Linked DNA regions of Muntiacus reevesi: region 2 is linked to region 1. Evidence: chromatin contacts called from public Hi-C data. All regions are on one chromosome and are shown on one strand. The core of a region is the stretch at or near the end of the contact, and the rest is flanking DNA. Distances in the headings are between cores, read along the strand shown.

Evidence for each region. Hi-C and Micro-C count contacts between places; a contact is called where the count stands out from the background.
Region 2: a contact with region 1 is called in a Hi-C map of blood, with 5 times the contacts expected there. The contact joins the promoter of GPR61 here to the promoter of LOC136147914 in region 1. A contact is called at or near these places in 2 of 3 Hi-C or Micro-C datasets (blood and muscle).

What each region holds. Positions count from the first base shown.
Region 1 is chr1:95,780,582-95,785,029 of mMunRee1.1, forward strand. It overlaps LOC136147914 (glutathione S-transferase Mu 1-like), which reads right to left and starts at 2,793. Exons shown (of 8, transcript XM_065907271.1): 1 at 2,657-2,793; 2 at 2,305-2,380; 3 at 1,811-1,875; 4 at 1,428-1,509; 5 at 1,228-1,328; 6 at 20-115. The coding sequence starts at 2,692.
Region 2 is chr1:95,914,003-95,919,077 of mMunRee1.1, forward strand. It overlaps GPR61 (G protein-coupled receptor 61), which reads right to left and starts at 3,736. Exons shown (of 1, transcript XM_065927440.1): 1 at 2,366-3,736. The coding sequence starts at 3,721. The coding sequence ends at 2,366.

The DNA.
Region 1 (4,448 bases), core at 1,543-4,042:
CTAAAGCCATCCCACTTACCTTGTCCCCTGCAAACCAAGGCCTCCTCCCCAGAAACTCTGAGTAGAGCTTCATCTTTCCAGGGATCTCCTTCAAGTATTGAGACTTTAGTTTCTCCTGAGACACAAAACAGCTGTCACTGCCCTCAGACACAGACTCCATGGCAGAGCAGGCCTCCTGGGGATGTGTCTGATCCCAGCTGCCAGATGAGCAGCCATGTCCCCCGACTGAACCTGGGTTGGTGCCCAGCTGCCATTCAACCCACCTGTGTTCATCAGACTCCTATGGGGACCACCTCCCATCTGTGAGAGGCGATGGGAAGACAAAAGGCAAAACCACACTGTCCCTGACCCTGTCACCGGTCAGCTCCAGACACCTGTCCGGGGTCAGACCAGCAGTGCTCTGAGACTTGGCAAAGCTCAGGCCTCAGACCTTAGGCTGATCAACACTAAAATAACTAGGAAAGAAGTCCTTTGTTCCAGTGTGGGAGACAGAATGGTGTGGTTGCCTGGACAATTTCTGGGCAGTTGGAAAGAACTGGAAGCTGAAAGGAAGGAGGGAAAGGAATAAAGTCTGACTCTGGGCTGCCCACTGGACACATGTCCTGATCCCTGAGATGCCAAGGAGGAGGCACTGGTTGAACTCATAAACACCTATCTAGGATCTGAATTTCTACCCTGGGAGGCTGGACTCTACCCTAAGATTGATGGGAACTGAGTCCAAGGTTGCATTTCATGCACTCGAAGTTCTAAGGGTCACTCTCGGAACTCTGTAGGGACTAGTTTGGTGAATCAGTAGTTCTAAGGAGTTTAAATGGCAAAAGGACCCATGTAGATGGGACCCTGTCCAACTCAGCAGGAGTGGACTCACAAAGTCAGGACTTTAACAGATCCTGACTGTGCAGATGTAGACCCAGCCCTGCCCACCGGGCAAAATGGGTTTATGCCTGAAATGCTGAAGAGGAGGCATTGGGCTAACAAGGTAAATACCCTGTCTAGTAACTGAATTTCCACCTTGGGGAGTCTGGATTCTATCCTTAGATTGGGGAGAACTGAGTCAGAGCTTCTATATCCTGAATTAGAGTTATGAGAATCACTCAGGGGACTCCATATAATCCAGCGCAGTAGCTCCAAGGAGATCAAATTACAAAATGATCTGTGTATAAGGGATAAACTAATCTAGTCTCCTTTTAAAGCACATCCAGCCCAGATCAGCGGGAGGAGACTCACAAATTCAGGGTTGTAGCAGAGTATAGCCAACTCATTAGCAGAGTCCATAGCCTGGTTCTCCAAAACATCCATGCGAATCTTCTCCTCCTCTGTCTCCCCACCTGTAGCCACACAACAGAGACTCACCCTCAGTATCCCCTCCCAGCCCAGCCCAGGGCACGGCCACCTGTATCCCTGCCCCCAACCCCAGCCCCACTCACACATATTGTGCTTGCGAGCAATGTAGCGAAGGATGGCCTTGCTCTGGGTGAGCTTGTGAGCTCCATCAATTAAGTAGGGCAGCTGGAAGAACCACAAGGCCAGGTCAGGTAAGCCACCAGGCTCCCCTGCATCTGCTCCCTTGAGCAAGGGCAGAGAGGAAACCTGGCCCTCACAGAGCCTGTCCCATGGTAAGTACTAAATAATATGCTGTAAAATGGAGGGATGAGCTGGGACACAGAGCATCATGGAAGGGCAGGTCAGAGAACCAGGAAGCTGAGAGGCAGAGCAGAAAGCACCTGTTCCTGAAACCTCTAAGCCAGGAAAGGAGATGGATGGAGACACTGTCCACTTCCCCTCCCAGCACCCCAGCCCCTGCACCTACATTGGGGAAGTCCAGGCCCAGCTTGAATTTTTCATTCAGCCACTGGCTTCTGTCATAGTCGGGAGCTGAGAAAAAGAAGATGCAGTGAAACAACCTCCCAGGAATCCAACCCTCCTTTCCAGGGGACCTACAAAGGAGTCAGGGGCAAGACCCGCCTGAACTGGTGGATCTGGAATCTGAACCACTAATCTCACATGGAGCTTTGAGATGAAAAACAAACAGAAATTTCCTGAAACTTCATGAGTAATCCTTACAAAGGATTTAGGTAACCACTAAGGGGAGCCTGTGCCAATGGCTGATACAGGACCCAGCTGTGGACTCTCATATCCTTCCTTGGAGGTCAGCTGCACCCTAAAGGGTTAGGGAAGGGGCAGGGCCCTGCTCCAGCTGATGGAGGGCGACAGACGTGAACAACAGGGGTCAGGACATGGGGTGCTTGGCACCAAATCAGCATGAGTTGGGCAGAAGTCAGGACATGACAAGGATGCCATTACCGTCCCCCATCGTGTACTTCTTTTCCTCATAGTTTGATTCTGTGTACTCCAGGAGCAGGCGGATGGCATGGGCCAGCTGAGAGAGATGCCAGGACACAGGGCAGGCGTCAGGTCTTGACTGCAAAACTTTCAACGTTCCAGTCACTCCCATACTCCCAACCCTCTCCCCCATCCACCCACTTCGGAGCGCGCGCGCGCGCGCACACACACACACACACACCTGGGAAGGAGGCGGCGGTGCGAAGGGGCTAGGATGCAGCGAGCAGAAAACATTTCTGGCTTACCGGTCCCCAACTGCGCAGCATATCCCCGCCCGCCTCCATCCCACCCGCCCTAGCGGACCCCCGCTCACCCCGCGGATGTCCCAGTAACCCAGGGTCATAGCCATAGTCAGCGTCTGCGGATCGGGTTTCCAGCTCCGCACCGTTGATCTGGAAGTTTATCCGGTGCCTGGGTCAAGTCTGGGTGTGGCCTGAGTGAGGCCACGCCCCATCGCCTCTCTCCGCCCCGCCCCCAACTGTTGCCCAACCTCGGAAACTTTCTGGGACTCGGGGCACCCGCGACTCTTCAACGAGGCATCTGCGCCCAGGGCTGTCGAAATAGTCAATTTCCCCCTCCAGCCTCAAAACTCGGGAGCAGCGCTCTGGACACCAGGACGCTGAGGGCAGCCTGGTTGCCGTCGCCAGTCCGATCTCAGCTAAATCGGGGGAGTTGGTAGTGCGCTCGGGGAACAAGCCTGAATCCTAACGACAGCGCGAATCTTCCACCCCCCTTGCCCTCCGACGATCACTCAGACTTGCTCCTGAGTTACGGAGTTCCCTTGGGCTCTGGGACGCTCTTAACTGCCAAGTTAAGACTAAGTGGGTGCCCCTCAAGTCGAAACTCTAAATGAGCCGCTGGCGCAGAAAGATCAGTACTCCAAGTAATCCTCATGCTCCCCCGACTCTTTAGAATCCCTGACGGCAGCATATCTTCTAGAACAGACTATTAATGGGATACAAGAAACACCCAGAAGGTACAGGAAGAAGTTCATCAGTGCTTTCCTTTCAGGGACTAGAGGGGACTCATCCCTTCAGTCGTGTAGCTAAGAGTGATAATCATCAAATGTAAATTAGTCAAGTAGATTTGTGGCCTAAATAATGAATCCAAATACAGAAGCAGGCCCAGCAAAGAAGATATCCAGGTGCAACTCGAGAAATAACCCGACAAGCAGCTAGATGTCCTTCATTTTGACTGGGTCAATGACCTGCACCATGGTAGTCACAGAGGGCTCTGAATGAAGGGGGGAGAGCTGTTCTTTGAGCAGCTAGGAGCCTCTCCTGCTGCAAGGGGGACCAGTAGGGGTGGCCAGCAAGGAGCCTGGAGGACACCCCACAGGACTGCAGTCAGGGTGGGCCCAGCACAGCTTGGCTGTCCCAGTCCACAGATTCCTGCCCTGATCTTGACCCAGGTGTAGTTTTGTGTAGGAGAGGGTGGCTCAGGTGGCCTTTGATGTCACTGTGATACAACCTCCTCAAAAACAATGTTCTACCTGCCAACTTTCCTCTTTGAAGATTGAAGGCTATTTCAAAATTAGGAGAATAGGACAAGGTTGGCCTGTATTTCCTTTTCCCTCGTTTAAAGTACACTACAGAGTAATGGATACACAAAAAGAGATGACAAGACATTTTAAAAACAAATTGATTTCACAAGTTAAAAGGCAAGCTTGGAACTCTACAGGAAAGTCAGTTTAAAATTAGCTAACACTTTTTAAGGATAGAAAGGTCCCAGTATTCAATAAAGGTTTCAGACCGCCAATATAAAGTGTGGAATGGGGGTCTGAAGAAGACAGACTTTCTCTAATCCATGTTAAATCACAGACTCAGAGTCTACACAATTCGAAAGCCTTCTTTAGGGTCCAACTCTCACATTGGTACATGACTACTGGAAAAACCATAGCTTTGACTATAGGGACCTCTGTTGGCAAAGTGATGTCTCTGCTTTTTAATACGCTGTCTAGGTTTGTCATAGCTTTCCTTCCAAGGAGCAAGCATCTTCTAGTCTCATGGCTGTAGTCACTGTCCACAGTGATTTTGAAGCCCAAGTAAAGAAAATCTGTCTCTGCTTCCACTTTTTCCCCTACTATTGGCCTTGAAATGATGGGA
Region 2 (5,075 bases), core at 2,486-4,985, 130 kb after region 1:
GGTCATGACAGAAATTGTTGGGAAAGTTCTCAGCATAATAGAAGAGAAAATTTTATTTCTTTCATGATCAACTCAGGGAAAAATAAATGCAAATAAACCATATGTCAAAAAAGCATAAAGCATATGTCAAATTCTGTAATAAATGCCAGGGAGGTCACAGTGTCAAGAGATTTCAGCCTAAATTAGCAATACCCTTGCACTCAAGATTTTCTCCTTTGGAATATAGTAAAGGAAGGGTTGGAGGGCAAAGTCAAAGAAAAAGGCAAAATAATTAACAAAATGGCTGCCAGGCAATGCTCCCCCTCCCCACCTACACGCATCTTTCCTATTTCCACTAGATTCACACTGCCACCTGCTGGCAACGCTCAGTCTACCAGTTGATCAGTGATGTTTGGATGTTTTCCCCTATCTAGAAATGCGATTCCTCATGAATTTATCTTAAAAGGGAAGAGAGAGTGGAGGAGAACATGCCTTCAATCGCAAAAGACTCTCTTCGAAATATAAATTATCTGAAGGAACTCCTCAGTGCAATAAGGCCTTGTGCTAAAATAAGTCTAGCAGTAGGAAGATAGAAACCTGGAAATTTTCCTAGATCTGAAGAGAAAAAGCTGCCCTATTTCATTTAATAAATCATTTTCTTCAACTAGAGTTTCATCTGCAACCCCCACACTTTTCAGTCTGCAGGAAGCCTCCATGTAGACATCTTGCTGCATTGGGCTGAACTCTCAAGTTAAAACCATGAACATATTTTTCAATATGTTTCTCTAAAATTCTATAATGCTTTACTATATGTGAATGCTCTTTCAAAATATAAAACAAGGTACCTGATCAAATTAAGACTGCACTCCTTGAAGGCAGTGACTATAAATCTGTGTGAGTCCCAGAGAATGGGGTATTCAGCTATTATGCACTGGGTTGAACTGAAGGAGTCAATGTTGATATCAGCATAACATTTTTATAATAAAAATTATTTATTAGCTGTTCAAAGGGGAAGCTAACCTACTCCCACCAACCCGTCTTCCCCGTTGAAGCTCAATAAACCAGGAATTTGTTCAAATACAGATCACATCACCATCTGGTCCTGCCTTGACTCTTTAATGTTACCTGATTGAAATGAGGGAAATGGATGAACAGGCAGTCCCAGATGGGTGTCCTGTCCAGTTTTGCAGTTGTTCCCCCTCCCTTGAATAGACCGCCATCAGTACCACCTAACAGTTCCTACAGTTTCAGTCAGCTGAGCCCAGTTCCTGCGCCCCCTGTCCAACCCAGGGCTGCAGATAGGAGAGAGATTTAAGTCTTTGTCACTGAAGCTAATTTTGAGAGCGATGAATGGGAGTAGGGAAGCATTTAATGAACCATGGAAACCCCACCTTTCCCATTCCCAACCTTAGTCTCTTGTACCCGGTTGTCCAGGGGGCTGGCGATGGGTCACTGCCATGAGGAGAGAGATCAGGGAGGCCAGTTCTGGAAAATAAAGATTTACAGTATTATTGGTCAGGGTTATTATGGGCCTGTCTGTATCCAACCACCTTAGCAATTCAAATGCTAACCCCTACCTTCAGCAATCCAACCCCCAATCCTTCCATTTCACCCTAAAAGACAAGGAGAAAGAGCCATCCTGTTTTAATCTTGCCTCTGCTAAGATCAAGTCCCAAAATTGATCTCTCATGTCTAAGAGAGAGAAAAAATACAACAGAACAGCTATTCCTGGAAGGTGGGAGAGAGAGCTGCAGTCAACTTTCCTCTCTTCTACTCTGTAGGCCCTGATTACTACTTCCGCTTGCTCTGACCAAACTCAAGAAAGGAATAAAGCTGGTCCTCTCACTTCAAGGAAACCTCAGGTTTAAAACTATAAAAAAATCTGTTAAATGGAAACACTTGGCTGCAATTTTGTCCTGTTTTTTAAGCCTAGCAAGGAAATGAGAAGTCAGGGGTCATTTTCTTACCTTGCCTGGGTGCAGTTTCTACCATGGGCTATTATACTGAAAAATGAAAGATCCTAAAGGGTCCTCCGAATAACTCCACACCTGGCCTGCTGCCCTATATCCTCCAACTCCTACCCTTAGAATTTCCCTGCTTCCTGAAGCATGGAAAGCTCACTGATTGAAAAGCATCATCATCATCATCTCACCTTCGTGACCCTTGACTCTCGTCACCATCTCACCAAGTTCCCTCCCCCAGTAGTCAAGGATCATAGCCATGTCCAAGGCTTTTGCCACATATCCATCCAGTTGGCTCTGTTGCTGCCGCAGAAACATTAAGCAAAAGCTGTGTGCAGAGGCCAGAAAAAGGTGATCCCACAAGGAGTTCCTTGCAGTTATAACTGGCCCCCAGCCCCATCACCCTCCAAGTGTCCACCAGCCCATCATGACTCCAGTCGTGGTGTGGGGGTGGGACGGAGGTAGTTGTCCGACATGATGATATCGCTGGTGAGTTGTTGCTCCAAGAACTCAGAGGTCTCCTCAGCTATCTGGCCAGGGATTCGAAAGTCAACTGCAGGTGGCTCCTGCTTGGGGCTGGGTACAGGTCGGGAAGCCCAGGACTCCGTGGGACAGCCAGTGCTCTGAAGAAACTGCAGGAAGTTCTCCTCAATGGAGCCCTCCCGGCTTGGCAGCCTCAGCTCCTCCTCTGGAGCCTGTTTGAAGAAGCAGACAAACTGCTTGCTGAGCTCCCCCCGGATCTGCCGATTGAGACACCCATAGAAGAAAGGGTTGGAAGTGAAGCAGAAGTAGCCAATCCAGGTCACCACATTCTCCACCTGCCCCGTCGAGACAGGCTGAGCACTCAGGGCGACATAGAGGTGAAAAGAAAAGTAGGGCAACCAGCAGAGCAGGAACTGTCCCCCCACAGCCAGGAGGACCACTGCTGCCTTCCCTCCCCCAAACGTCCGGTGTGGCGTGGTCTGGGGGGCCCCCGAGCTGGTGACCATCGTGGAGCGGCTGCTGAGAGACTCAGAGCGTTGCCGGGGGGTCTCCATCCACGTGGGCAGCGGTCCGTGCTGCATGGCAGCCACGCGGGCTACTCGGAACATGCTGCAATAGACCACCAGGATGAGGAGCAAGGGCAACAGGAAGTAAAGGACAGCAAAGACCACCACGAAGAGCTGGCAGTAGGCACTGTGGCTCCATTGGAGTGAGCAGCCTAGGGGGATGCTGGGAGCTCCCTCCTCCCGCGAGACCCTTCCCAAAACTGGCACAGAAGCCATGGCCAAGGCCTTCACCCACACACCCACCAGAACAGAGGCCACCAGCCCCAGCGTCATGCGCACCTCATAACGCATGGGGTGGACCACGTAATAGTAGCGCTCCACGTTGATGGCCGACACCGAGAGAATGGCCAGGCTAACAAAGCATATGCTCAGGAACAAGTAGAGGCGGCAGGCGACCTCCCCAAAGAGGTCATGGTCAAAGAGGGCGGAGCTGGAGAGCATGGCCAGGGGCATGAGGGTCAAGGCGGCCAGCAGGTCCACCAGGCAGAGGTGGAAGACAAAGACAAATTTTCGAAGGGCAGGTGTCTTGGCAATAACAGCCATCACAGCAGCATTGCCAGCCACAGCGGTCAAGTCCAGCAGGAGCATGAAGAAGAGGGCCACGGATTCTGAAGCCACATCCCGCAGCCCTGCCTCCGGGACCCCACTGGCAGTAGAGGGACCTGGGGTTTGAGGGGCCCTCCCCAGCGTGGAAGAGTTCCCTGACGACTGGGGGATGGGTGAGGACTCCATGGGGCCGAAAGAGGACACCCAGGGCACCTCCTGTCACAGGCCCATCCCCCATCCTAGTCCAGTGCCCCTGGGATGGCAAGCCCAGGCCCAGGCTTCCCAATTTTGTGTGTGCAGATCTGGAGGAGAGAGCGCCTCCTGCTGGAGCGTCTCAGCAGGCTCCTGTTGCCAGCCTTCAAGGCCAGTGACTGAGGGCTCAGGAGACAGCTCCAGTCCACCTTGGTGACTGCAAAGAAGCAAGAGAGGGAGCGATGCAGGAGCCTCACCCACTCAACACTCCATCTTCTGAGTGGTCTCCAGCTCCTTCTCCACTTCCTTTTCCTCTCTTTTCCACACCCTTCTCTCCTTTCAAGGATTGTTGTCCAGAGTCTAAATCCTCTGTCTCCCTTTCTCAGGGTCCCGCTGAGCTCTGGGATCGTGCCCCAGTTTTAAGGTTGCTTATGTAAATTTCCTGATTTCTTGTCTCCTCAGAATGGCAGGAATCGTTGCGGAGAACAAGCACAAGATCCGGTTTCCAGTCCCAGGTCTGGGAATTACTAACTCTGTGGCTCTTCTCAGCTTCGGTTTCCTCATAAAACCATCTGTAAAATGAAAGGAATAATACCTACTTCACAACTGTGTTTGGAAGATGCTGCAGGATTTATTAATAAAATCCTAATAAGCAGTAATGTATATATGGTGCTTTCCACATGCCAGGCCCTGTGCTCAGCATTCCACATATATTAACTCATTTTAATCCTTATGTAACCGTATAAGGTAGATATCCTTTCCCTATTTTGCGGTTGATAAAACTGGGACCTACCGGAGATAAAGGAACTTACCGAAGGTCACATAGCCCATAAGTGGCCAGGTCCAGTTACACACCCAGGAGGCCTGGCTCCAGGGCTAGTACTCAGCCCCCCGTGCCATGCTTCGCCTGAAGGTGCCCTCCACAGTGGCTGCAACACAACAGACATTCAGTAAATAGTTGTTGAATTTGAAACATCTCTAAAAATGTCTCTTGGGCTTCTCTGGTGGCTCGGTGGTAAAGAATTCCACCTGCCAATGCAGGAGACACGGGTTCCATCCCTGGACCAGGAAGATCCTATATGCCGCAGAGCAACAACTGCAACTACTGAAGCCTGCACGCCTTACAGCCCATGCTCCACAATGAGAGAAACTACCCACGATGAGAAGCCAGTGCACCACAATGATGAGTAGCCCCTGCTCGCTGCCACTAGAGAAAAATCCACACAGCAACGAAGACCCAATACAGGCAAAAATAAAAATTAATTAATTAAAAATTTTAAAATGTCTCCCGCTGTACTGGGGCCACCACTGGGAAGAGATAGCCTGAAAAGGGGAAAGATTGTGCTTA